Regions from separate parts of the Gossypium hirsutum genome. Here region 2 is linked to region 1. A link is a contact called in public Hi-C data. All regions are on one chromosome and are shown on one strand. Each heading gives the region's core, a stretch centred on a gene start, on an enhancer-like site or on the middle of the called end of the contact. The rest is flanking DNA. Distances are from core to core; before and after follow the strand shown.

Region 1 (5,391 bases), core at 726-3,225:
CCATAAGCACTTTGTTTATAAATCTAACAGACCTAACAAGATCTAAGATGTACTCAAAACATAAACACCAATGTTAACCGCTCACAATCAACCTATGCATATACTTCACAGACATCAAACATGTGTTTTACCTTTATCGGAACAACACCATATTCAGGTAGTCAAGATAATTGCTCATAGAATGTATGAAAGCAAACAATCCCATCCATAATCATCCCCTTTTACAAGCTATGGTAAGAATGCAATAACTAGAAGACATCAAAAGAGACACCAGATTTTCCTTTCATGCAATCTTTAATCTTTACAGTCAATGGTGATATGTTTGAATAAAAACTAAAACTAGTTACCTTGTCCTGGCCACCAACATCCCAGACAGTAAAGCTGATGTTCTTGTATTCCACAGTTTCCACATTGAAACCTACAAGATTATAATGTTATCTCAATTTGAAATAAAACTCAAATGAAGGAAAAAAAAATGTTACAACTCCATGGGGCAAATCATTGACTTACCAATGGTTGGAATTGTGGTGACAATCTCTCCCAACTTGAGCTTGTAAAGAATGGTGGTTTTACCAGCAGCATCAAGTCCAACCATCAATATACGCATCTCCTTCTTGGCAAAAAGCCGGCTGAACAGCTTTGTGAAAGACAGCCCCATTCTTCACGTCTGCCAAACACGAAATTGCAAATCATCAAACTTAATTTTAAAATAAAAAAGCAGATCCAACGAACAAAATTCAAAACAAAATTAAGATTGTTCGAGGAATGATTTGAAGCCAAACAGGCCAGAATTGACCAGATCAACACAAAAAAACCCAAGTCCAATCTGTAACAAACATAAATTCATTTCGAGATATACAAATCTGAGCAAACCAACAAGCTCAAGTCGCTTCTGAGATTCTGATCAGATGACACTACGTGAATAGTTCAAAATTCAAAATATTTGACACAATTTCTGAGCAGATCAACACATAAAAAGAAGCTAAATCCAATCCGTAACAAACATAAATTCAAATAGAGAAATACAAATCCGAGCAAACCAAGGAACTCACTACGCTTCTGAGAATTAGATCAGATGACACTACGCGAATAATTCAAAATTCAAAAGATTTGACACGACAATTTCTGAGCAGATCAACCAAAAGAAGATAATCTAAATCCAATCTGTAACAAACATAAATTCAATTCGAAAAATACAAATCTGAGCAAACCAACGAGCTCACTTCCGAGATTTAGATCAGATGACTCTACTCGAATAATTCAAAATGATTTGACACAACAATTTCTGAGCAGAGTAACATGTAAAAAATAATCTAAATCCAATCTGTAACAAACATAAATTCAATTCGAGAATTACAAACCAACGAACTCAAGATCAGAGATTCAGATAAGATACCACTACGCGAATAATTCAGAATTCAAAAGATTTGACACATCAATTTCTGAGCAGATCAACACTTAAAGGAGAAATCTAAATCCAATCTATAACAAACATAAATTCAATTTGAGAAATACAAATCTGAGCAAACGAACGAACTCACGACGCTTCCGAGATTTAGATCAGATTAAACTACGCGAAGAATTCAAAATTCAAAAGATTTGACACAACAATTTCGAAACAAAATTGAAGTCAAATCTTAAAAGAAAAACTCTTTAGAAAAAGAAGTAAGATGCAGATCGGGAGAGATATATAAAACAAAGTGAGAAACGAAAAATATTTGAGGAAATTTGAGAAAGAGAGATGGAAATTTACCTGCGAGAAATATGAGCGATTATTACGGGGAGTTCGACGAAAGAGAGAAGCGAGCGAAGATCTACTCTCGAAATCAAAGGAACCGTCCTTCAGTGTAATTTTACACGGAGTTAAAGCTCCGAGCAATTTAACTATTTATAGATCTCAAAAAGGGATCGTATTTTAACGGAACGCCGTCTTCCCGTTTTGAATTTTCAAAAATTTTCGGCCATTAGTTAGCTTCGTCCCTTATGACGCCGTTATGACGACGCTTGATATGCACGCGTTTTAGAATCGCTGTCTGTTGGGCGAATGGGAGGTCGGTATTCCATCGCGGGATAAATTTTTAAATATCGTTTTAAGTTTTAATCCACGTGGACAAAAGTTAAAAATATATTTATTTTTGGGTAAACTGTACAAATGATCTCCCAACTATGTCCGCATTTCTGTTTGGTCACTCAACTTTAAAATTTTTTAATTTAAGTACTAACGTTTGAATTCATTCTAGCTTTGGTCACATTTTATTAAATTGATAATGGAAAGCCTTTTTCTAACTGGCATAACATATTTAGTTCTCAATAGCTATATATTCTATCAATTTGATCCTAATTCTAAATAATTCAATAAATTTAATGCTCAAACTTCAGTTAAAACAGAGACATTCCACGTCTATAAATTTGTAAAACCTAAAAAATAAAAAAAATAAAAAACTTTTCTTGATTGACAAGTCAATTTCCAAGCCAATTCTTAATATCAATAAGTTTATCTTGAAACTTTATTTATTTTCTTTTCTTTTCTTTTCTTTTCTTTTTTCATTTTTTTAATTCTAAATACAATATTTATAACCATTTTATTGATAAAATTTTGGCCAAAGAAAATGAAGAAACCTTTAAAAAAGCAATTTAGATTTACTCTTATTGTTAATAGTGTGATATTTCCTTCAAAGTATATAAAAATAGTCCTCGAAGTTGGTATTTGAAATTAAAAATTAAATCCAGAGTTAAAAAAATATGATTTTAAAATATTCAATTATTCAATCAATAATTATATAAGAAAAACTATGAGCATTTAATTTTTTCATAAGAAAAAAAATGTGAAAGAATTAATTAAATTTCCTTTTGTTACATTTATAATCCTTTTTTAAATTTTATAAACTAATTAAGAGATTATATGTGTTCTATTTATTTTTAATTATTTGTTATTAATTTTTAAATCCACAATAAGCAATAATTATCACTAAGAATCTGATTTATTGTCAAATCATTTATCAAAGTAATTAAAAACTAAAATTATGCTAGCTAGAGTGAAAAATTATTTTTACAAATATTAAATTATTTATATAATTTTATTATATATTATACTTTTAAATTTTTTATTTTATATTATTTTTAATAGTGGTTTGTTAAAACTTCTTAAAAGTATAAACAAAAAGAGTTATGTACCAAATTAGATAATTTTAACCATAAATAAAATAATTAATAGATATGGAATGCCTCTATTTTAAAAGCTGAAATCTTTGGTTAGGAAGTTTGAGGATCAAACTGATAGAATATGTAAGTATTGAGGAGTAAACGTATTATTATGTTAGTTAAAAAAAAGGCTTTCCATTATCAATTTAACGATGGGTGACCAAAATAGAAACGAATTCGAACATTAGAGATTAAACTGAAAAATTTTAAAGTTGTGATTAAAACAGAATTACGAGCATAATTAGGTAACCACTTGTATTGTTTACCCTAATTTTTATTTAATCAAATAATATAAAATATTTTCTTATTAAATCAAAGATTAATATTAAAAAAATCTATCTTTAAACACACAAAAAATAATTAAAAATGATAAATAAATAAATAAAATATATACTAAACTATGGCACACACAATAAGAGAAAAAAATTATATATAACAATTTTTTTTTCAAAATTATGTAATAAAAAAAGTTTTCTTTAAAATGATAAAGTTAATATATTAAAAATAATCATGTTGTCTTAGGTTCAAATTTATGGTAGATTTTTTTAAAATTTTATATAAATATAAAAATATGAAGCAAAAAAAAAAACATAAACACCCTTGTATTATTTCTTTATCTTGTAAAAAGAAAAACTAGGTTGAAACTCGTTGATGAGTGGTACAAATTCAGTCAAACACTTTAAATAGTAGTATGAATTTATTATCAATATAAAATACATAAGTTTATGTGAAATGTTGCAACAAAAATCATTTCTAAGTAATTTTCAAATATAAGATAAATAATAGATTAGTAATATGGTAATTAATATTCATCTAAAGCTCTTTACTGAGTTAATGTCATCTATCAATCGAGTCTCAACTCAATTAGAAAATCACTAAAAAAATGTTTTATTTGCAAAATAAATTATATAATTACGTGGGTCTTTTTAACTTTTTATATTTTTATAAATCAATAAAATAATTCTCAAGATTTAAACTAAATACAATATACATGTAAAACTTTTTCTTTCCATTTCAACTAAAGTAAACTTTAGTTTTTATGTAAAATTTTAATAAATATATTTGCTATATAAATTTGTTATATATTTGTGTCACAAATTAACTTGATATTAACTTAGAATTGATGATAACAACATGACAAACGAGTGTATCCATTTAGTATTCTTAACATGATGTATTTTTGTGTTTAAATTTCGTTTTGCTCACAACGTTATCTAATGTTTTCATTTTAACATCGTACATATTTCATGTGTTATTATTAATTAGTTCCAGACCATACATTTCAATTTCATTATTTATTATATGTTGTTTTTAAACACACATCTATATTTTAAATACGTGATTTTTACATGCATATACCTATAATAAAATTTCTAATGTTAATTAATAACTTGGTGATTGGTGATGGAAGGTAAGAATATAAGTTACTGCCATCAAATTCAATCAAAATTCTTTGTAATTTTTTTAATCAAATTGACAAAGAAGTAACATTGACTTATAAATACCATTTAAAAATTAAATTAAAAATTATATAAGATAATAAAATGAAAAACATAATTGTGTTTTAGTTTTTACCTAAAATTCTTTACCTACTTGTTTACAATGGTAAAAATAATTATTTTCCATTTTTTATTAATTTATTATATAAAAAAATAAAAAAGCACTTTGATGGAAATATAATTTAATTTATATATAAAAATGTTTTAATAAATTCCTACTGATATAAAATAAAGATAGATTATTTTAAAGAACATAGGAGATGCATCATTGAATTGAGGCCATGGCTATTCCCCATGGAATGGTGTCTCCATGTCCCACCCATGAATAAAGCACATATAAGCTATTGATTTGGGTGTACCAAAAAGGAGAGAAGCTCATGATCCAATGGCTTCAAAAGGATTAACCACGGTTATGTAGGAAAAATCAAAGCATGTGTTGATGTTGGCATAAAGCAAACACTACACATCTTTTCTACAGACTATTTATCTCGATTCACGCCTTGTGTTTAAGTTAATTATTTTTATTAATTATGAGATGTAGTATAATGATAATTTATCTCGTGTCTTAGTTATATAGTTTCAGAGTTTAATCTTGTTTATAGGAATTGAGCACAGTTAGTGATTAACTGTTTACCTCTTTAGGAAGCTTCGGTGATGAGGATATTAGCCACTACTGCTAGCAGTAGATACA
Region 2 (5,391 bases), core at 748-3,247, 130 kb before region 1:
TGTAATCTGGACCTTGGACATTTGATTTATTATTTTGGTTTTTTAAATTGGGCCCAGGCAAAATTAGGTATTACACTAACCACCTCAGCTAAAACCTTGACCCCTAACTGTTGATACAGCTCTCTGTGTAACATCAGGTCTATCATTTTCGTTTGTCAGACTTTCACGAGCGAAGTGTTCTAGTGATCCACATCGAAAACACCTTTTAGTCAATTTCTAGCATTTTCCCTAGTGTTTCTTCCCACAATGTTCACAACTCGGAAGTTCTATTCAACCCTTTTACACTGCAAACATAAATGGTGCGTTGGTGATCTCACATTCTGTTTGATGTAGTTGATCTTGCAACTGTCTTCCTATGCTCACGAGATTCTTTAGTTCGTTTTGGTACTGAATGTGAACTAAGAGCATCGAGTCATTTTCCTGTAACACGAGAAGGTTCAGACTTCTTGCTTAATCCCAAATATTGTTCTACCATTTTTCCCCGTTTGGACAAATCAACAAACTCCTTAATTTTCAATGCAACTAATTGAATCCTGATCTCATCTCGCATTCCACATAGAAAGCGTTTACAATTTTCTTCTTCAATCGAAACAAGCTCCACAGCATACTTGCTAAGTCGTGTATATTCCACTACGGAGAGATCTCCCTGTTTTAACAAAAGAAATTCTTATTTTCTATCCTCTAAATATAGTTCCCCGATGTACTTCTTCTAAAACTCTGACTGAAAGAACTTCCAGTCTATTGTTTTAGCAGAAATGTGTCGCGTAACAATTTGCCACCACGTATAGGCTTCATATTATTTTTTATCTTTAAATAAAATAATTAAAAATTATAAATCTAAGGATTGAAGACATGTTCAATAATAATACTATCCACCTAATTTCATTATTAAATAAAATTTAAGACATAAAATATTTTCTTTTACTTACGTGTAATAATGTCTAATTACTTTTATAATTCTCAAAAAGACAAAGATTGAATTTTTGATCCAGGTAAACTCGGGTCTTGAAAAGGCCAACTTGATAAAAAAATTAGGGTAAATTATAAAAATAGTCACCCAATTTTTAGCATGTTTCTATTTTGATTACTTAGGTTTAAAATTTTCTATTTTAGTCGCAAACATTATAGAAATTTAATATTTTAGTCACTCTTCCGATAAATCATTAACAATGAATTTTTTATTGGCATAATAACAAATTTAGTCCTTTAATATTTACAAATTCTATTAATTTAGTCCTAAATCTAAAAAATTCAACAAATTTAAGCATATTCAAAATTTCCAAGCACCACAAAAAAAAAATGGTGAAAAACATACAAAACATAATAAAAAATTAACAATTCTATCAATTTCAAGAACAGATAGTAGGTCTTCAAGAATGTCTTTAAACACTTGCATGTCTGTACTCCTTGTCATGGCTATTTTTGCTATTTGATCCACAACTTGGTTCCTCTCCTTGAAAATATATTTTATCCTCCAATGTTATCTACCTTTAAGTCTCATATGAATTCTTTGTAATAAAGCTGAAAAAGAGACTGTCAAATGAACATCTTGTATGACTTTGACTATCTCTAAGTTATTTGTGTGGATCACAACCTTCTGATATTCTTTCTCTTAAACAAAGAACAAACCATCTAAAATACCCCTAAATATTGATTAAATCCAAAGATCCAATCCCCTTGCTTATACATCGCCCCTCCAGTAGCCGCAGCCACCTTGACAGTTTCATAAGCACCACAATAGTGAGTTTGTTGAGTTTGAGGGGTGGGTGGAGATGAATTTTTATCCAGACAAACTGAGGTCTTGAAAAGCCCAACGTAAGAAAAAATATGGAGAATTGGGCTGAAAGGCCTGTAATAAAATTATAAGTAAATGCTTAAAAATGTGAACCGAAGTTGTAGGTCTGTAAGTAAATAAATCAAATACTAGGGACCAATTGGTAAATCTAGAAAGTTCTACTCCTATCTTTGCAGTCAAGCAAGCAAGTAGTGATATTTTCGTAAATATTAAAATAATTAAATATAAATAACCCAGAATCAAAATACCCTAGCCTCCCTCTTTTACCCAAACCTGATTTCCACTTCTAGGGTTTTCATATTTCCCCTCTTTTTTTAATAGAGGAGCTCTTAATCAACCGACCCAATCAAATTCATAAATTTTAGAGTTTTGAATGGGTACGGAGAGAAAAAGGAAGGTGAGCTTGTTTGATGTTGTGGACGAGCCGTCGGCTAAGATCGCGAAATCGAACGGTTTAGGTTTAACGGGGATGAACGCCAACAGCTCGATCAACAAGTGGAATGGACGGCCTTATTCTCAAAGGTATTACGATATTTTGGAGAAGAGGAAAACCCTCCCCGTTTGGCAACAAAAAGAAGAGTTTTTGCAAGTATTGAGGGCGAATCAAACCCTTGTCTTGGTCGGTGAAACCGGTAGCGGTAAAACTACTCAGGTTAGTACTTTTTTCAGCTGTGTATTTTTGAAAAATTGAAATTTGATTTACTATCTATGAACAATTGTTGTGGGCTTTCTGTTTTTGAGGAAAAAGGATTAGGTAGTTACATTTTAGGGTTTTTTTTGTGTGATATGCAGATTCCTCAGTTTGTATTGGACGCCGTTGATATAGAAACTCCGGATAAACGTAGGAAAATGATGATTGCTTGTACCCAGCCTCGAAGAGTGGCTGCCATGTCTGTTTCACGTCGTGTTGCTGAAGAAATGGATGTGACTATTGGAGAGGAGGTGGGTTATAGTATTCGTTTCGAGGATTGCAGTAGTGCAAGGACTGTTTTGAAGTAAGCTTTGACTTTCCTGATTTTTATTTGGTATTAATGGTATAGAAATGGATATGAATAGGAGGTTTAAGGTTATTTTGTTTTTGTTGTATGACAGGTATTTAACAGATGGTATGCTTTTAAGGGAAGCGATGACAGATCCTCTTTTAGAAAGATATAAAGTGATTATTCTCGATGAAGCTCATGAAAGAACTTTGGCTACGGATGTGCTGTTTGGGCTTCTGAAAGAAGTTTTAAGGAATCGACCTGACCTTAAGCTTGTTGTTATGAGTGCTACACTAGAGGCTGAAAAGTTTCAGGGTTATTTTAATGGTGCACCACTTATGAAGGTTCCAGGTAGGCTTCACCCTGTGGAGATATTCTACACTCAGGAACCTGAAAGGGATTACTTGGAGGCTGCGATACGGACTGTTGTGCAGATACACATGTGTGAACCTCCTGGTGATATACTTGTTTTCCTAACCGGAGAGGAGGAGATCGAAGATGCCTGTCGCAAAATAACGAAAGAAGTAGGAAACATGGGGGATCAAGTAGGTCCTGTTAAAGTAGTGCCTCTATATTCAACTCTTCCACCAGCAATGCAACAGAAGATTTTTGAGCCTGCTCCACCTCCTGTGAAAGAGGGTGGCCCTCCTGGAAGGAAGATTGTGGTGTCTACAAACATTGCCGAAACTTCCTTGACTATTGATGGCATTGTTTATGTTATTGACCCTGGGTTTTCTAAACAAAAAGTTTATAACCCACGAGTGCGTGTTGAGTCCTTATTGGTATCTCCTATATCAAAGGCAAGTGCACATCAAAGATCTGGACGTGCTGGAAGAACACAACCTGGGAAATGCTTCAGGCTCTACACTGAGAAGAGTTTTAATAATGATCTGCAGCCGCAGACCTATCCTGAAATATTACGTTCAAACCTTGCAAATACAGTTCTCATCTTGAAGAAACTGGGAATCGATGATCTGGTACATTTTGATTTTATGGACCCACCTGCTCCGGAGACATTGATGCGTGCATTGGAAGTGTTGAATTACTTGGGAGCATTGGATGATGAGGGTAACTTAACAAAGCTGGGTGAGATCATGAGTGAATTCCCCTTGGATCCTCAAATGTCAAAGATGCTCGTAGTTAGTTCTGAGTTCAACTGTTCAAATGAGATTCTTTCAGTTGCCGCCATGCTTTCAGGTACTTCTATTTGTTTTCTAGCATGCTTTGTGTTTCTGTTGAGTCAGGTCTTAGGAAGTTGTTGTCCTGGGGCTATATCTTGTTTGATATCGTCCCTATCTGAAAGAGTGTTTGCACTTCGGCTAGTGCACAACACTAGATGTTTTAACTGTTTACATGCATATGCTTGTATGCGTTGATACAGTTAAGCTGGAATGTGTCTTAGGTTGTCATCAGCAACTGTCTTGTCTGGGTTCCATGCCCCTGTTGGCATGCACCATAGGATTTCTAAGCAAGTGCTGATGCAGATAGTTTCAGTTTCTCAGTATTCTCTCATGAAGCAAATGGTGTCGCCTTGCCTGTATGCCTCTGCTGACCTACCATGGGCCTCTTCTGTGATAACTCAATTCTTTCTTTAGTACCCAATTGCTTTGTACGGCCTAGGGAGGCACAAAAAGCTGCAGATGAAGCAAAAGCTCGGTTTGGGCATATCGATGGTGATCATCTCACACTTTTGAACGTGTACCATGCTTACAAACAAAACAGTAAGTACTTCATCCGTTTTCCCCCAAAAACAACCCAGATTTATTTTCTGATGGCAATAACCTAAGAGTCTTATAATATATGAAAACTGCAGACGAGGATCAATCTTGGTGCTATGAGAATTTCATCAACCATAGAGCGCTGAAGGCTGCTGATAATGTTAGACAACAGCTCGTGCGCATTATGTCCAGGTTTAATCTCAAGCTGTGCAGCACTGATTTCAACAGCCGTGACTACTATGTCAACATTAGAAAGGCCATGCTTGCTGGGTATTTCATGCAGGTAGCTCATCTGGAGCGCACGGGGCACTACTTGACAGTTAAAGACAACCAGGTCCATATAAATAGTTTTCTCTGTTTCTGGATCAGGCTTTCTTTCTTGGTTTCTTGGTGAAGTTTTTTCTCATTTTGGAGGTGCATGCGTGGAATGTAACTGTGTATTGTGTTATTTATTTTACAGGTGGTGCACTTGCATCCATCAAATTGCCTGGATCACAAGCCAGAGTGGGTCATCTACAACGAGTATGTCCTGACAAGCCGGAATTTTATTCGTACTGTGACAGATATTCGTGGTGAATGGTTAGTCTCTCCCTCATTTCTTATGGTTGACATTCTTGTGTGGGTTCATGATACATGAATTGAGAAACCCCAAGATTAGTTTTGTCCAATAGCTCGTTAATTTACATATGCACTCTTTTGATGGATACAGGTTAGTCGATATAGCACCACATTATTATGATCTCGAAAACTTCCCACAGTGTGAGGCTAAGCGAGTCCTCGAAAAGCTTTACAGAAAAAAGGAGAAGGATCGGGAGGAGAGTCGAAACAGGAGATGAAGTGCTACGACCATACAAGTTGCTTGGACATGAATTTTTCTTCAACGGTGCTATTTGGGAGT

What was found. A called contact is a pair of places that touch in the nucleus more often than the background predicts.
Region 2: a contact with region 1 is called in a Hi-C map of leaf, with 2.3 times the contacts expected there. The contact joins the promoter of LOC107946014 here to the promoter of LOC107946020 in region 1. A contact is called at or near these places in 3 of 34 Hi-C or Micro-C datasets (callus, leaf and petal).

The regions. Positions count from the first base shown.
Region 1 is chrD12:43,262,408-43,267,798 of Gossypium_hirsutum_v2.1, reverse strand. LOC107946020 (ADP-ribosylation factor) reads right to left here and starts at 1,975. Exons shown (of 7, transcript XM_016880201.2): 1 at 1,754-1,975; 2 at 511-667; 3 at 348-418. The coding sequence starts at 658.
Region 2 is chrD12:43,394,368-43,399,758 of Gossypium_hirsutum_v2.1, reverse strand. LOC107946014 (probable pre-mRNA-splicing factor ATP-dependent RNA helicase DEAH2) reads left to right here and starts at 1,997. Exons shown (of 7, transcript XM_041106817.1): 1 at 1,997-2,447; 2 at 2,588-2,790; 3 at 2,888-3,972; 4 at 4,371-4,496; 5 at 4,589-4,827; 6 at 4,954-5,072; 7 at 5,203-5,391. The coding sequence starts at 2,169. The coding sequence ends at 5,329. LOC107946012 (a long non-coding RNA gene) reads left to right here. Exons shown (of 2, transcript XR_001696803.2): 2 at 1-47.